2 separate regions of the Oryctolagus cuniculus genome follow, and region 2 is linked to region 1. A link is a contact called in public Micro-C data. All regions are on one chromosome and are shown on one strand. Each heading gives the region's core, a stretch centred on a gene start, on an enhancer-like site or on the middle of the called end of the contact. The rest is flanking DNA. Distances are from core to core; before and after follow the strand shown.

Region 1 (6,686 bases), core at 2,413-4,912:
AGACTTGGATCTCCTGAAAGCTATCAGAGTTGCAGCTGGCCATAGGACCCTGTACTCAACATTTGGGCCCGCAAAGAAAGCTTATGCTTTGCCCTCTTGCTGGTGCCCGTTCTCTCCAAGATCAGTATACCACCATTACCCAAGCCAGAAACCCAGCAATCATTCCTTCCTTCCTCTTCCTAATAGTTAGTCTTCAGACACCCCCTGGTCAGCCACTGAAGCAAGGTCTTGCTTTATGGACAACTGAGCAAAATCTAGATCTTTAGTTGTATCAGGAATTACAAGCATAAGGGACGCGTACTAATGACTAAGTTCTAAAATGGCCCTCATTAGCGCCCAGGCACCTTATTACAACTTGAGTTTACCTGAGTACTTTGACCTAAGTTAATTATAAAATTCACTCGTTTCAAATTACAGTCAGCTACCCTGAAGGATATTTGTGAGCATTCAAATAGTCTACGAAGGAACGAAATAAAAAATCTGGGTGCTTAATGTTGTAGATTATACATGTGCTCTATTTCCTAATTTTCGTACTTGTTTGAGTGACTTCCTTTGTTTAGACAATTTGAAGAGCAATATTCTCAATATTCAGGCAAATTCCATGTGCTTGAACATCTTATTTCTTAGTCTAGCAAAGTAATCACTGGTGTGCCAGATATTGTGGAATCAGAGGAAATATATTACTTAATTTCACTTCTAAATAGGACTGATCTAATTTTTTTTAACCATTTTTAACAAATTAGAACTTTATTTTTATGACAACAGAATTTTACAAACTGCTGAGAAGACATTTTGAGATGACAATGTCTGACATATTTTGGCACAGACTTTGCGTGTGCATGTGTCTACGAATGTATATCATGCCTACACTACCCAACAGAAGGTGTTATTTGACGAAACTGATTTTTAGCGCCAGCTTTATCATGGAAGCATCCGAAGGACAGATAAAATCTGTAATTATGTCTGTTTTAGTTCAAGAAGTGTAATTTACCTATGTAAAAATTTCTAAGGAGGTCTTCCTAGGTCTGTACTGGCTTACAAGAGTTGGCTGGTTGTGCTGGTTACTCAAGAATTAATGGGGATGTCCTTGTGAAACACACAGGAGGCGCTACTGCGGGTGCTTGAGCGTCTCAGGGTGAATTGTCTGCCTACAGGTATTCTAATCGCACTCCTTCATCAGCTGTGACTGAACTGAGTTCAACTTGTCACTTTTTGACACACTGGGTCAACAATGAGCTAAAGCATTTGAAAAAGATTTCCTGTCTTTGCATTCTTGTCACTTAAAACAGTGTTCAACACATAACGTACTGAGTACATTTTCTGAAAGAAAAATGAAAAAGCTTTCCAGTGCTCTTCAAGGGTAAACATATACAGTAACCAGATAAGAATTTAAGTGTCGGCCGGCGCCGCGGCTCACTAGGCTAATCCTCCGCCTACCGGCGCTGGCACACAGGGTTCTAGTCCCGGTCGGGGCGCCGGATTCTGTTCCGGTTGCCCCTCTTCCAGGCCAGCTCTCTGCTGTGGCCAGGGAGTGCAGTGGAGGATGGCCCAGGTGCTTGGGCCCTGCACCCCACGGGAGACCAGGAGAAGCACCTGGCTCCTGGCTCCTGCCATCGGATCAGCGCGGTGTGCCGGCCGCAGCGCGCCAGCCGCGGCGGCCATTGGAGGGTGAACCAACGGCAAAGGAAGACCTTTCTCTCTATCTCTCCCTCTCACTGTCCACTCTGCCTGTCAAAAAATAAAAATTAAAAAAAAAAAAAGAATTTAAATGTCCTGTGTCCTTAAAAGAAAAAAAAAACACTAAAGCTTTTGGTAAATCCATTCAAGTAGTTTTTTAAAATAAGGCTTCGTCAGAATCAACTCTCACAGTCTGTGTACTGAAGATAGATACAAGGGTTGCTCCTGAGAAGTCATTTTTGGGGAAGGAAAGCTTTTAGGTTTCTTGGAATTAGTGCCTTAGACATAAGTTATCCTAGACCTCGATTTAAAGTGATCAGGTGAACATGCATTTTTTTCTTTTTCGGTCAAGAAATTAAATGTTGGAGTTCATATTTTTAATGATGGGGCACTAGGACCCTCCACGGTTGGGGGAGGGGAGAAGAAAACAACAAAGTAGCAGAGACACAGTCACTCCATTCATCTCTGAAAGATGATAACATTTAAACTGTAGCTTTTCCTTAGGGGAAAAAAAAACAAGCGTCGTTTTTGGCTGTCTTTATCGTAGTAAGCTAAATAAAGTGTTTGGTTGCTAATTAAGGACACAGAAAGTACACCTTTGATCACAGGGGAGGGAGGACTTTTTATAAACAATCTCACGTCAACGATTCCAACAGAGTATCCCTAAAGGAATTTGGAAACTTGTTTCACCGTATGGGGAGGGGTTATTCTGTAATTCTCGATTGCTCCTGTGGCTTTCTGGTAGAATTAAAAAATTCAAGAAAGAGAGCTATGATTTCGGGCTCTTTCCCAAAGTCTGCTTACGGATTTCTCACCAATACCGACTTCTCTTTTCTTAGACGATGCAGACGGCAGAAGCCCCGAGGGGAGCAGAGCTTCCTACCAACGCCCTTGCAATGCGGCCGGCGTGAAGCGGCAGGGGCGCGCCGGCGGCCCCCGCGCCCGGCCGCCAGCCATGTTGGAGGCGCGGGCGGCTGCAAAGCCGACGGGCCAGCCTCCTCCCGCCGTGAGTCAGAGCGGCCTCTGCCGTCCACGGGGCGTCCTCGGCAGGCGAAGAATGGCCCACGACAGCTCACCGCAGAAACCCACGTCTGACGACTGCCAACTCCTGTCTAAGTCACGCTCGGCCCTCCTCTGTACTGCCTTACCCAACGAGGAAGCTTGGTGCAAGCCATCACGGACGTGTTCCCCGCTAACAGCTTCGTCAACTCGCTAAGCCCTGGGTGTCTCGCCCCCCAGCACCGTGCATGCCCACGCCTGAGGGCGCCTGGCGTTCACCGGCATAGAATCGACAAAGGCGGTCCCCAGGGGCTGTGTGAAGGAGGGTGGCGAGGCAAGGAGCAGGATGAAGGAATCCCGGTTCTTCCCATCGCGGGAGGAGCCCCGGCAGCACCTTCAGCATCCTCGCCGGGCCTGGGACCACGATGTGTGGGTGACTGAAGCCCTCGCGAGCCGCGCCGCTTCCGCTTGTACAGTCATCTCCTTCCCCTCGCCCTAAAACAATACCTTGGCCCCCTGCCAGACTTTGCGCGGCGAACGGCTCTGGCTGACCAAGGCCAGGCACGGGTGCTGCGAAAAGCTGAGGCCGCCTCTGAGCGCTAGCACAGGCCCAGAGGAAGCGAAGAGGCCCAAGCTTTCAAACACTCCCTTCCTCCGCCCCCTCCCTTTTGTCCCAGACACCAAAACAAACGAGCTGATACACGTGTCCCTATGACTCTTGTTTACTATCAAGAGTGTGCTGTGCACGCACCTCTGGGATATGTAGTCCAACCGGTTCTTCCGCCAGCCTAGCCTTCCCAGGCGCCGAGAAAGGCTGAGACTACGAACCCACAATCCACTTCGCGGGCAAAGTTTGGTTAGGGTCCCCCGAGTCTCGGCAGCAGTCCAATCCGGAGCGCTTAGCCCAGTGACTGACACGCTGTCTCGTCCAGTAAACACAACACAAAAGTCAATACATGCCCACCCCCCGAGAAGGGCCGTGGTATCGCCCAATGGATAAGTGGAAAGACCGAATGGCAGCTCTGCGGGCCAATAAGAGGACGAGAGAGCTGGGAGGAGGCTCAACCCCCCGGGGGCTTGAGGGGAGGGGGAAGACGAAGCTTGAAAGACTTGGTAATGGCGACGGGTTTGGTAAGTAGGAAAGTTTCGGTTGAGGAGTAAGAGTGGCGAAGGAAGCCGTAACCCGCACCGGGGAGGCCAGCGTCAGTCGCAGAGAGGATCCGCGAGCTGCCGGTGGTGTTGTCGCCGTCAAGGCGGCCCGCACCGAGGCTGCCGGCACTCCGCGGCGCGTTTGTTGTCTTTCGGCTCGGGAAGGGGTGGGGGTGGGGAAGGGAGGGGCAGGAGCCCGAGGGGATGGGGCGGCCGGGCGAGCCTGGGTCCGCGTTCCCTCCCCTCCAGGGACTGCCTTCAGAGTGGGCGCAGTTAGCCGTCCAACCGCTGCCCGCGGCGAGCCCACCGGACCGGCACCTCCTGCGAGCGCGCCTGGCGCTTCGCGGCGGCGGCGGCGCGAGAGGGGGTCCCCGGACGGGGAAAGGGAGGAGGCTGGGCGAGGACTGCGTTCGGGGCCCGCTGGCGCGGTGGGTGGCCGGGCCGGGTGCGGAGTTGGGGCGGGCTGGGGCGGGGGAAGGGGCCGGGGCTGCCCAGGAAAGTTTGACTTCCAACTCTAGGCTTGTGGGCGGAGGGTCGGCGGTAGGCCGGAGTGGGGGGCTGGCCGGGGGTGGGGGGGGATCTCTCCCTCCCCCCCCCCCACAGAGGCGCCGCCTCCTCCACCCGGGCCTTGAGGGGCGCGGGCCGAGCTGGGGAGCTCGCGGAGCAGCTGGGCCCCGGGGCTCATTGTTACGCAGTTCGAATGAATGGGCTCCGCGGCGCCTGCGCAGTGAGACGGAGCCCGGGGGAAAAACAAGCCCGGAGTCCGGGCTGCGGTCACATGATGGGGGGAGGGGAGGGCGCGCGATGAATGGCGAAAGAGGGTGGGGGATGGACTCGGCGTGACCCAGAGCGGAGGCTTGGCCGGCGCTCCCAGGCCCCGCCTGGCAGGCTCCGCGGAAGACGGGACCGGAGCGGAGGCGGGCGCCGCCGGGCTGTGAGCGTTCGCCGTGCTGGGGGGTGGTCGCCCCCGGAGGCGGGCTCCGTGTTCCGCCGGAGTCGTGCGGGAAGCCGCGCCGACCCAAGGGCCGCGCACCAAAGTTTTTTTTTTGGCGCAGGATGTGCTGGTGCCTGGACTGGAGGAGAGTTTAAAAAAAAGCAAAAAAACCCACGCGAGTTGGAGTTGCACCTTCTGGGAAGCGATGGAATGCTCCCAGCGGTTCCGAACAACTGCTGTAGATGTCTTTTCCTCCGAACAGCGGAGCTGTAGCTTTGCAGTTAAAGCTGCCTTTTGAGAATCGGAACCTTTTAACATTTGTGAACATTTTTCTGTTTTTACTGTTGACCGTGTTTACGTGGAATGTATACCTTGGTGCTTTTGATTCTGGTTTTGTTCCTCGTCTTTATTTTGTAAACCAGAGTGTTAGGGTCATCTGTTCCGTTTCCTTTGTTGAAGTCAGTTGTTGCCAGTAGGCGATATTTGACCCGGTTCCGAAGACGTTTGGATTACGTTCCAGCGTTACATCCTTGAAGTTTTTCAGCTACTTGGTGCTTTTGAGGACGCCATTTAACCACTTCAAAGTGCTGTTTGTTGTGACGACTGATTATAGAACGAACTTTTGATTTCACTTTCAAGTTGCCATCTTGGTTGCTTTTTTCCTGCGTGGAAATCCCTTTTCCTTTGTTCAGTGTTCCTTGTCCCAGAATTTCCTGCGCAGTCTCCCCAAACTTACACACTTCCCAGTGTGTACCTTCCCGACCTAGACAGGATCCTGTTCCTTTAAACTTCGCCTTCATTACTGTATATTAACTTCGTTGCACTGCGTCCTTGTTATCCAAGTGCCCAGTGAAGAAGACAGATGGAATGGATTTATGAATGAATAAACTGCCAAGCCCTGTACATTCTTTAGGGTTAATGGAAAGCTGGTCTCTTGTGTCGCTGTTTAACATGAAAGTATCATTACTTTTTTGAGCATAAATTACCTGAAGTTACTGCCATATTTAAAGAGACAGTGCCTGCTTTTCATTTTTTTTAAAGTATGAAAGTAAATATTTATTTGGAATGGGGAAACAATGTAGAAAAATTGTAAATCACAAAATTCAAGAAAAACTATAGCTATGATCAGTAATGTGAAAATGTTTAGGATTAAAATCAAATTTAGGAAAATAAATTTCATAATTGAATGTTTAGATGTTTTCAAGTTCTGTCATATGACTTATCTTGAATGACAGTACAGTTGTTAAACAGTTTTGGCAATGGCTGCTTGTAGTAAGAACTTGTATAGATGCGATTGAACAGTGCCCGCCAAAGGCAAGGATGTGACCTGTAGCGGTATTTTTACATCTGCTGCAATTCTGGTGGCAGAGGGTACTAGCCTCAGGGACAGACAGGACAGTTCAGGCATAAAGGTGAAATGTAGGGACATAATGATGCTGAGTGGTGTTCTGCAGTAGTGTATTTTACCAAAACATTATCTGTTATGGGAGTTGTTTTTTTCTGAGTGTAGTGCCAAAGTAGAGTTGTGGAAACACTTTGGTGGGGAAAAAAAGTGAAGTTTCATGGAAAAGATTCTGAAAGAACTGCATTAATGCCTTTCAACTGCTTTTGGGGTAGAAAGTTTCATTGAATACAGTTAGGTAGGGAGGCTTGCTTTAACTTGGAGTTATATAATCCATTTTCAGTGTCTCAGTTCCTCCTGCACTCCCTCTCCTACGGTAATTGGAGGGTGTGCTGAGGACTTGGTCCGGGTGTCCTTCCTTCACAATTAGAGGAGTCTAGGGAAGAGGCTGCCGGGAAGTCTGGATTGACAGTGGGATGGTGAGGAATCAGACAAGAGAGCGGATCAGTAGGTCGGAGTGAGAGTAGTTAGGCCTGTGGTTAAGAGATTTTGTGGATTTTTGCTCCTAAAAGTTTGTGTAACAAA
Region 2 (6,826 bases), core at 2,151-4,650, 470 kb before region 1:
TCATTCCACAGCAGAACTCTTACATTTAAAATAACAGTGGCACAGAAACACTACTTGACCCTTTAGGTATTGCAGTTAAAAGCTGGTTGTGGCACCACTAGCTACGAACCATTAAGTCTTGCTGCCACCAATGACCAAAGGCACTTGGATAATCAAAAAGTCCACACTGGACCACATGGTATCCACACTACTGTAACAGCGTAAAGAAGGGTCAGTACTCTGTGGGGCTCAGCCTGCTTGATTCTGGTATCTTCAGCTGTCAAAGACCTAACAACCACAAACACATAGGACAAAAAAAGTCAACAGATAAAGGCAAATCCATAGGACAAAAAAAGTCAACTGATAAAGGCAAATCCATAGGACAAAAAAAGTCAACCCAACCGTCACGCTGTATATAAAAGCGATGTTAGTCTGGGCATTTCTTGTTATCTGCCAACAAGGAAACAAAGATCTCTCTTGCCCAAAGTTCACTTCAACCAGTGACTTGATACCAAGAAATGCCCCCCCAGCCCTCCCTCTAGATCATTAACAGTTGTGAGACTTGTAATGGGTATTCTGTTGATGGTTTTCATAACAAGCTTTACACATATTCACCCCTCTTACACAGCTCCCACTTTAAAGTAAGTATCCCAGAATTGAGATTCTTGGATTTATATGTTGGACCAAGACATGAGGTCAAATCACATCCAGTCGGATGCCAGTTAGTCCTGTAACCAGCTCCGGCTCATCACAATTTATTCACTTGTCTTTATCACAAGCCATGTGGTGTTTCAATTCAGTTTTTTTTATTATTACTCAATTAAAAGGAATTTTAACAAGTCAACTTTTCCTAAACAGAACTTTTAGCACTCTACCATTCTCTTTAGGAGCTCAGTAAATAAAAACATTAGCTTTCCGTATAAAATCTTTAAGAAACACTTTATGTTTACACAGTTGTACTTTGCATCTCTTTGTAATCACTGAGCCCAGGAAATTTAAAGTCACACAAATCCTCGCACTACTCAGAGTCATAAGCTTGAACCTTTTAAAAACATCCTTGGTCAAAGCTTTGGAAGCCAGTAAAAATTCAGAAACGAATGAGGATTCAGAACACCCTGAGCACAAACTGGTGCAACATCACAAAGCATGTTCGATCCAGAAAGAGGGGTGGCAGTCAAAAAAAAAAAAAAAGGGGGGGAGGAGGGCGATGAAGAGCAAGTAAATTCTAGCCTTTTTTTTTTTTTTTCACAAGCACGAAATCAAATTCCTTTGGAGGAAAAAAAAAAAAGAGAGAGTGACTTCTTCGTAGGACTTCCAGACCAGTGAGGTAGAGTCCATAAGGGAGAAAACGGATAGCCCCTACAGTCCTGGAGACGTCGCAGTCTGGGGTTAGGAAGCAGAGGGGCCTCCCCAGCCGGTCCAGCTGTCGGCCCCCTCCGCAAGCCCGGCGTCCCAGGGAGTCCCAGACGGCGGCGACGCGTGCCGGGGGCGCAGGGCAGGCAGAGAACACCATCCGGTGACTTCTTCGTCGCGCGTAAAGTGCACTAGGGGACAGGGTCCTGGCCGGATCTGTAAACACTCGACTGACACTTGTCCACTCGTCCAGGCGGAAGCTCCGTCCCGGGGTCCGGGGCCGGCAGGCGGCGCCCTCGGCAGCGCTCCTCACGCCCGGGGCACCGGAAAGCGGCGGAGCCTCACCACGGGTTCCAGGTTCACTCGCAGGACTTGGCGCGCCCGGCGCCGCGCCGCCGCCAGGCTGCGGTCGCCCCACACGTCGCCGCCGACGCGGATGGTGGGGAAGGTGGTCAGCGTCGGGGTGGCCGCCCTCCAGATCTCCTCCAGCGTGCGGCCCCCGAAGCAGGGCCCGGGCGCCGCCGCGGGCTGGGCCGGCGAGGTCTCCTCAGCGGCGGGCGGCGGCGGGGGCGGCGGCGGCGGCAGCGGCGGCTTCCTCCTCCCGGCGGCGGCCGCCCGGACTCCGCGGCGCCTCCTCCTGGCCGCTGCGCGCGGAGCCGGCCGGCGCGGCGGGCCGCGGGCGGCGGGCGGCACTGGCGGGTCGGGCACCAGGGCCCGGCAGGAGGAGTAGCCGTAGACGTCCTTGCTGCGCAGGATGTGCGGGGAGAACTGGTGCTTGAGGCTGCAGAGGAAGCTCCAGAGCTCCGCGTCCGAGCTCATGAACTCCGTGCTGCGGGGCATGAACAGCTTGAAGGCGTCGCCCAGCGCCTTGGTGCTGTCGGCCAGCGACAGTTGCGATCGCGAGTACACCACCTTCTCCTCCCGCGCCTCCAGCGCCACCCCTCCTCCCGCGCTCAGGCCGCCGCACCGGGCGGCCGCGGCCGGGGCGGCCAGGGGCCGGCGCCGCCGCCTCTTCACGTTGCGCCGCATCGGAGGCCGCTCGGGGCCGCCCGGCGCTCCCCGCCTTCCGCCGCCGCCGTCCCCGCCCGTGTCTGGCTCCGCGGCGGCGGCCGCTGCTGGCGCCCTCTTCGCGGCGCGGCTCTCGCTACTTTTCTCGCCTCCGCCGCCGCCCCTCCCCCTCCGAGGGCGGAGGACGCGGGTGAATATCCTGCCGCCCGGTACAAGATGGCGGCCGGCGCCCACCCCTGGGCTTTGTCATTGGACGGCGCCTCGCCCCCTTGGTTTCTCTTTCTTCTCTTCTCTTGCCTCCTTTCGCCCTCTGCCTTTCTTTAAATGGGCCCGCCTCAGGCCCCGCCTACCGCGGCCCCGGCTCCACCCATTGGGTGCTCTCCGAGGAGGGGCGGGGACTGATGGGGGAGAGGCCAGTTCCTAGAAGATGGTGCTGGGTGGGGGGTGGTGGTGGTGGTGGTGGTGATGGTGGTGTTGGTGTTGGTGGGGCTTGAGCGTAAGTCAAGAGAGTTGGGTGGGTAGAGCTAAGGACTGCCCCGGGTAGAGGAGGAGGAGGCAGCTTGTCGGCCCCCTCTTGGGGAGATTGGGTTGTGGATTGAGCTGGGAGCTGTACCAGCCTAACAAAGGCAGGTAAGCCCAAACTGTTGCTGGAATCAGAGCTGGGAAGTTGGGGTTTAAGGCTAGAGGGAGCAGACCTTGCACAATTCCCTTCTCACCCCTCAAAGGCCTCTTTGGGCATCTTCATTCAAATCTCTTCTCTCTCTGGACCTCAGTCCACCGCAGGAAAACTTCAGTAACCCAGAAATGCATCCGGTAGTACTGGCTGCACGCGGGAGAGTGCCCCTCTGGTCAGTGGCACCATCTTCATAGAGAAGAGCAGCTCTCTGAGCAGGAAAGCAAAGTCTTTCAGTACTCTTTGCTCAAGGTGATCCAAGACCAATTACAACAAAGCCAGCCTGCTTGGACAAAATACCCTTGTTGTAAGCGTAGACCTCTATAGGAGTGCCACTTCTCTTTTCACTGAAGAAAACAGCCCTGGGCGGCACCATCGGGATCATTAGAAGGCAGATGGCATCACAGAACCTGAATAAAGATTCTGTTGAAAAGAACACATTGTTAGGGACCCTCGGTGTGCCGTGGGGGGAGGGGCGGCCATGGGCATTTGGGGTCCAGCCTTTCTAGCCTCCGTACCCAAGTCAGAGCCTGTCAGGCAGTGGGCACGCAGTGTGTTACCTAAGTGAATCAGTAACACACTGCTCATTATTGCAAATGAGGCAAGAAGAAAATGATTGAAATTGCTTGGAAAAGAATGATCTGGGTTTTTTTATTTTTACATTTATATTTGCCATTTCCTCAGAACATTTAAAAAAATGTTGTTAGAAAAATTTGAGGTAGGCATGCAGATGTTACCATACAGTAAGCATCTTCTTTTTGCTGTAGAAAACTAACAAAACAGAAGTTTGGTGATTTTACATATAGTCACTAATGGTTGCCCCGATTATTCCAGCTCCACGAGACCTAATTCGATCTCCTCACTTCACACGTGAGGAGATTTGGAGGCTCTGTGGTTCAGTAACTGATAGCAGGACTGGGGCTCCAGTTTAGGATTGGTGCCCAGACTCTAAAGAAGTTCAAAAGAGAATGCTTTATGCATGAGTGGGGTGGCCAAGGGACAGAGCTGCGCCCCTGTTCCTACTTCCACCCCATACAGAGTTGAGCAGTTTTTATCTATCTTGTATTATTGGGCTTACAGATAATCTTTTTGTTTCATTTCAATTGAGCTAAAACATAATTCTACACCGGAGCACCCTCCTCACACATTGAGTTTACGGCAGAAAACGAACTGCAGACCAGGAGTCAGTCCTCTATCTACCCAAATCTTGGCAACTTTGAAGAGAACATCATTTTCCTAGAAAAGCACACTCTGATCTCAGAACAAGATTATCAAGCCAATTACCAGCTTTCTAAAGTCCTTATAAAGACGTGCTATTGCAACAACTTTATATCACAATTATTTCTTAGTACTTCTGGGAACACACAGTAATGGGGAATTTTAATGACTTCCATTGGAATACCCCTACAGACTGACAAACTCTCACAGATCACGCCAGGGGGAGAGTTAGGGAGACTCCACATTTAAGAATGGGGTCACTTTAGGACTAATGTAGTCCCCGCTTTTTATATTATCAACCCCTCCCATGTTCAGTCTGTGTGTGTCTCTCACCACATATATACCACATCTCTATACAAGCTACAGAACTGATTTTGATTAAGAAGATAAATCTTGTCTCAACACAATTTTGATTCTAAGACAGTATGAAAACAAATTGAAAGATATTCGTTAATTTTATAATACATATTCATTTAATTAAAACCAAACAATATTTCTATGAAGTGTTTTTAGGAACCAGTTTCAAGGTGCTTAGATTATTGTACACTTTAGAATTTGACATTCTTTCTGTTCTTTTTGTCATAGTGTTTATTTTAAATTTCATATTAGCTCATATAGTTGTATAAATGGTTCCTTAGCCATTCTCCATAAATGAGTAAAACTCACACAGAAAGCTAATATATTCCTGAGATACTACAAAGTGTAAGGATGGTTGGAAAGCTGAATTTTTGTTCCTGAGAAATGATACTTTACAATCCTTAGTTTATTCCTCTATCAAGGATAGTAATGCTTTCTAAATAGATGGGACGAATAAGAAGAAGAAATGAAAAACTAGCCATAGGCACCTGTTTTCTGTATTTATAATTTTGTAGCTAAAAAAATGAAACCAAACAATAAAATGACTGTAGAAATTAATAAAATGTATCTGTTAGTTACCCAGAAACTGCTTTAAGATAATACTTCCAAAAAAAAAATTTGCTTCTTTCAAAGTAGCCAGGAAAATAAAAATAAAAGGTATATGTAAGTGGTTGTGCTCATCAGCTCTGGAATCAAATAGAACTGGAATCAAGTACATCTTTACAACAAAATAGTCTTGGGCATATTTTTCACCTTTCTTAGCCTGAGTTTTCTCATATTTGAAATGGGTGTCACCTCTACTTCATTGGATTGTTTTGAGGATTAGATGAAAAAATGTTTGTAACCACTGAAGTACCAGGAACACTTTAAGGGTTCAATAAATGATAGATATCATTATTTGTTCTACCTAACCCTGAGGATTTTACTTGGGTTAACCAATACCAACATATTTCATACCCTGTTACAGAAAGTTTAGATTTTTCTTAACAGTAATAGAATTGATGAGTGTTAGAAGGAAATTAGAGATGATCTAATGAGTTCAACACTCAATTCTTCGGAGAATACTGAAATACCAAGAGATGGGTCCAGTTTCCCAGAACTGAACAGTCAAAGATTATGAATCAGAGCTTAGGTTTCTGGTTGCTGGCCGAAAGATAGTGTTGATTCTTAGTTCAAATGATATAAAATACAGAATGTGTTATCAAGAAAAATATCAGGATTTCATGAGACCCATTCTAAAATCATTTTAATTTTTGATTACAAAAATTACCTCAAAGCACTGATATTCTCTAAAAGTACTAGATAGCTAATACAGGAAGACCATGGAAGCCAAGAGGATAGGCCTTTGACTTCCAGGAAGATGGGGTATATACCCTTTTCCTATTATTCCTGCTAATTACAAGTATAACCCCTGGATATTATTAAACAAACACCAGAAGACTCTGCAAAAAGGACAGAAGGCGGCAGACATCCTGGGGCCCTGGGAAGCCAACAAAAAATACAGCAGCTGAGTTCACCAGGTCTCATTTTATTCCTTTTTCACACGCGTCTCAGATTGGGTCCTGGAGAAGCCAGCCACGCAAGAAATGCTAACAGATGCAAACATGAAAAGTCTCAACAAAATCTGTTCTCTCTAGCCATGGGACTAGGAAAGTGGGAGCCTCGTAAAGACAGACACCTCCTAGAAAATAATTGCCCTACTGTTACAAAACACCACAGGAAAAACTCTGGCTGGTCCCCTTGCCAGGTACCTGACACTTCTGCTGGGGTGACAGCAGAGAAAGTTGGAGAAGCAATCAGGATTTTCATCCCTGCTAGGCAGTAAAGATGCATTCTTTACCCCTGTGTCAGTGGAGCCCATGTGGAGCAGCAAGACAATCCAACTCTTCCCAGCCCTAGGGGGAAGCCAGAACTCCCACCCCACCCAGCAATAGTTAGAGGCCAACTCCCGACTTGGGTATCAATGGAAGCACAGTGAGAAATCTGAACTTCTAATCAGCAGTACCTTGAAAGTGCCCGCCACCTCCCACAAACAAATTATAACTGTCAGAAAACCAGCTAAAACTGACTTAAACCAGATCGCAGAGTCTTATGAAACCCAAAATGTCCAAGTTCTACTTACTAAGAAGATTTCAAACCGAATGAAAACAGATCATCAACAGATGTCAACACTAAGATAAGAAAAATGTTGGAATTATACACAAAGATGTTAAAGCATCCATCATAAAAACAATTCAA

The links. Hi-C and Micro-C count contacts between places; a contact is called where the count stands out from the background.
Region 2: a Micro-C map of ear pinna shows a contact between it and region 1, with 6 times the contacts expected there. The contact joins the promoter of CCDC71L here to the promoter of HBP1 in region 1. A contact is called at or near these places in 2 of 6 Hi-C or Micro-C datasets (ear pinna and an unstated tissue).

What each region holds. Positions count from the first base shown.
Region 1 is chr3:137,057,517-137,064,202 of mOryCun1.1, reverse strand. It overlaps HBP1 (HMG-box transcription factor 1), which reads left to right and starts at 3,662. Exons shown (of 11, transcript XM_002712037.5): 1 at 3,662-3,807. The coding sequence starts at 3,793. It overlaps LOC138849034 (a long non-coding RNA gene), which reads right to left and starts at 3,613. Exons shown (of 2, transcript XR_011387367.1): 1 at 3,428-3,613.
Region 2 is chr3:137,525,488-137,532,313 of mOryCun1.1, reverse strand. It overlaps CCDC71L (coiled-coil domain containing 71 like), which reads right to left and starts at 3,400. Exons shown (of 1, transcript XM_051848824.2): 1 at 1-3,400. The coding sequence starts at 2,361. The coding sequence ends at 1,642.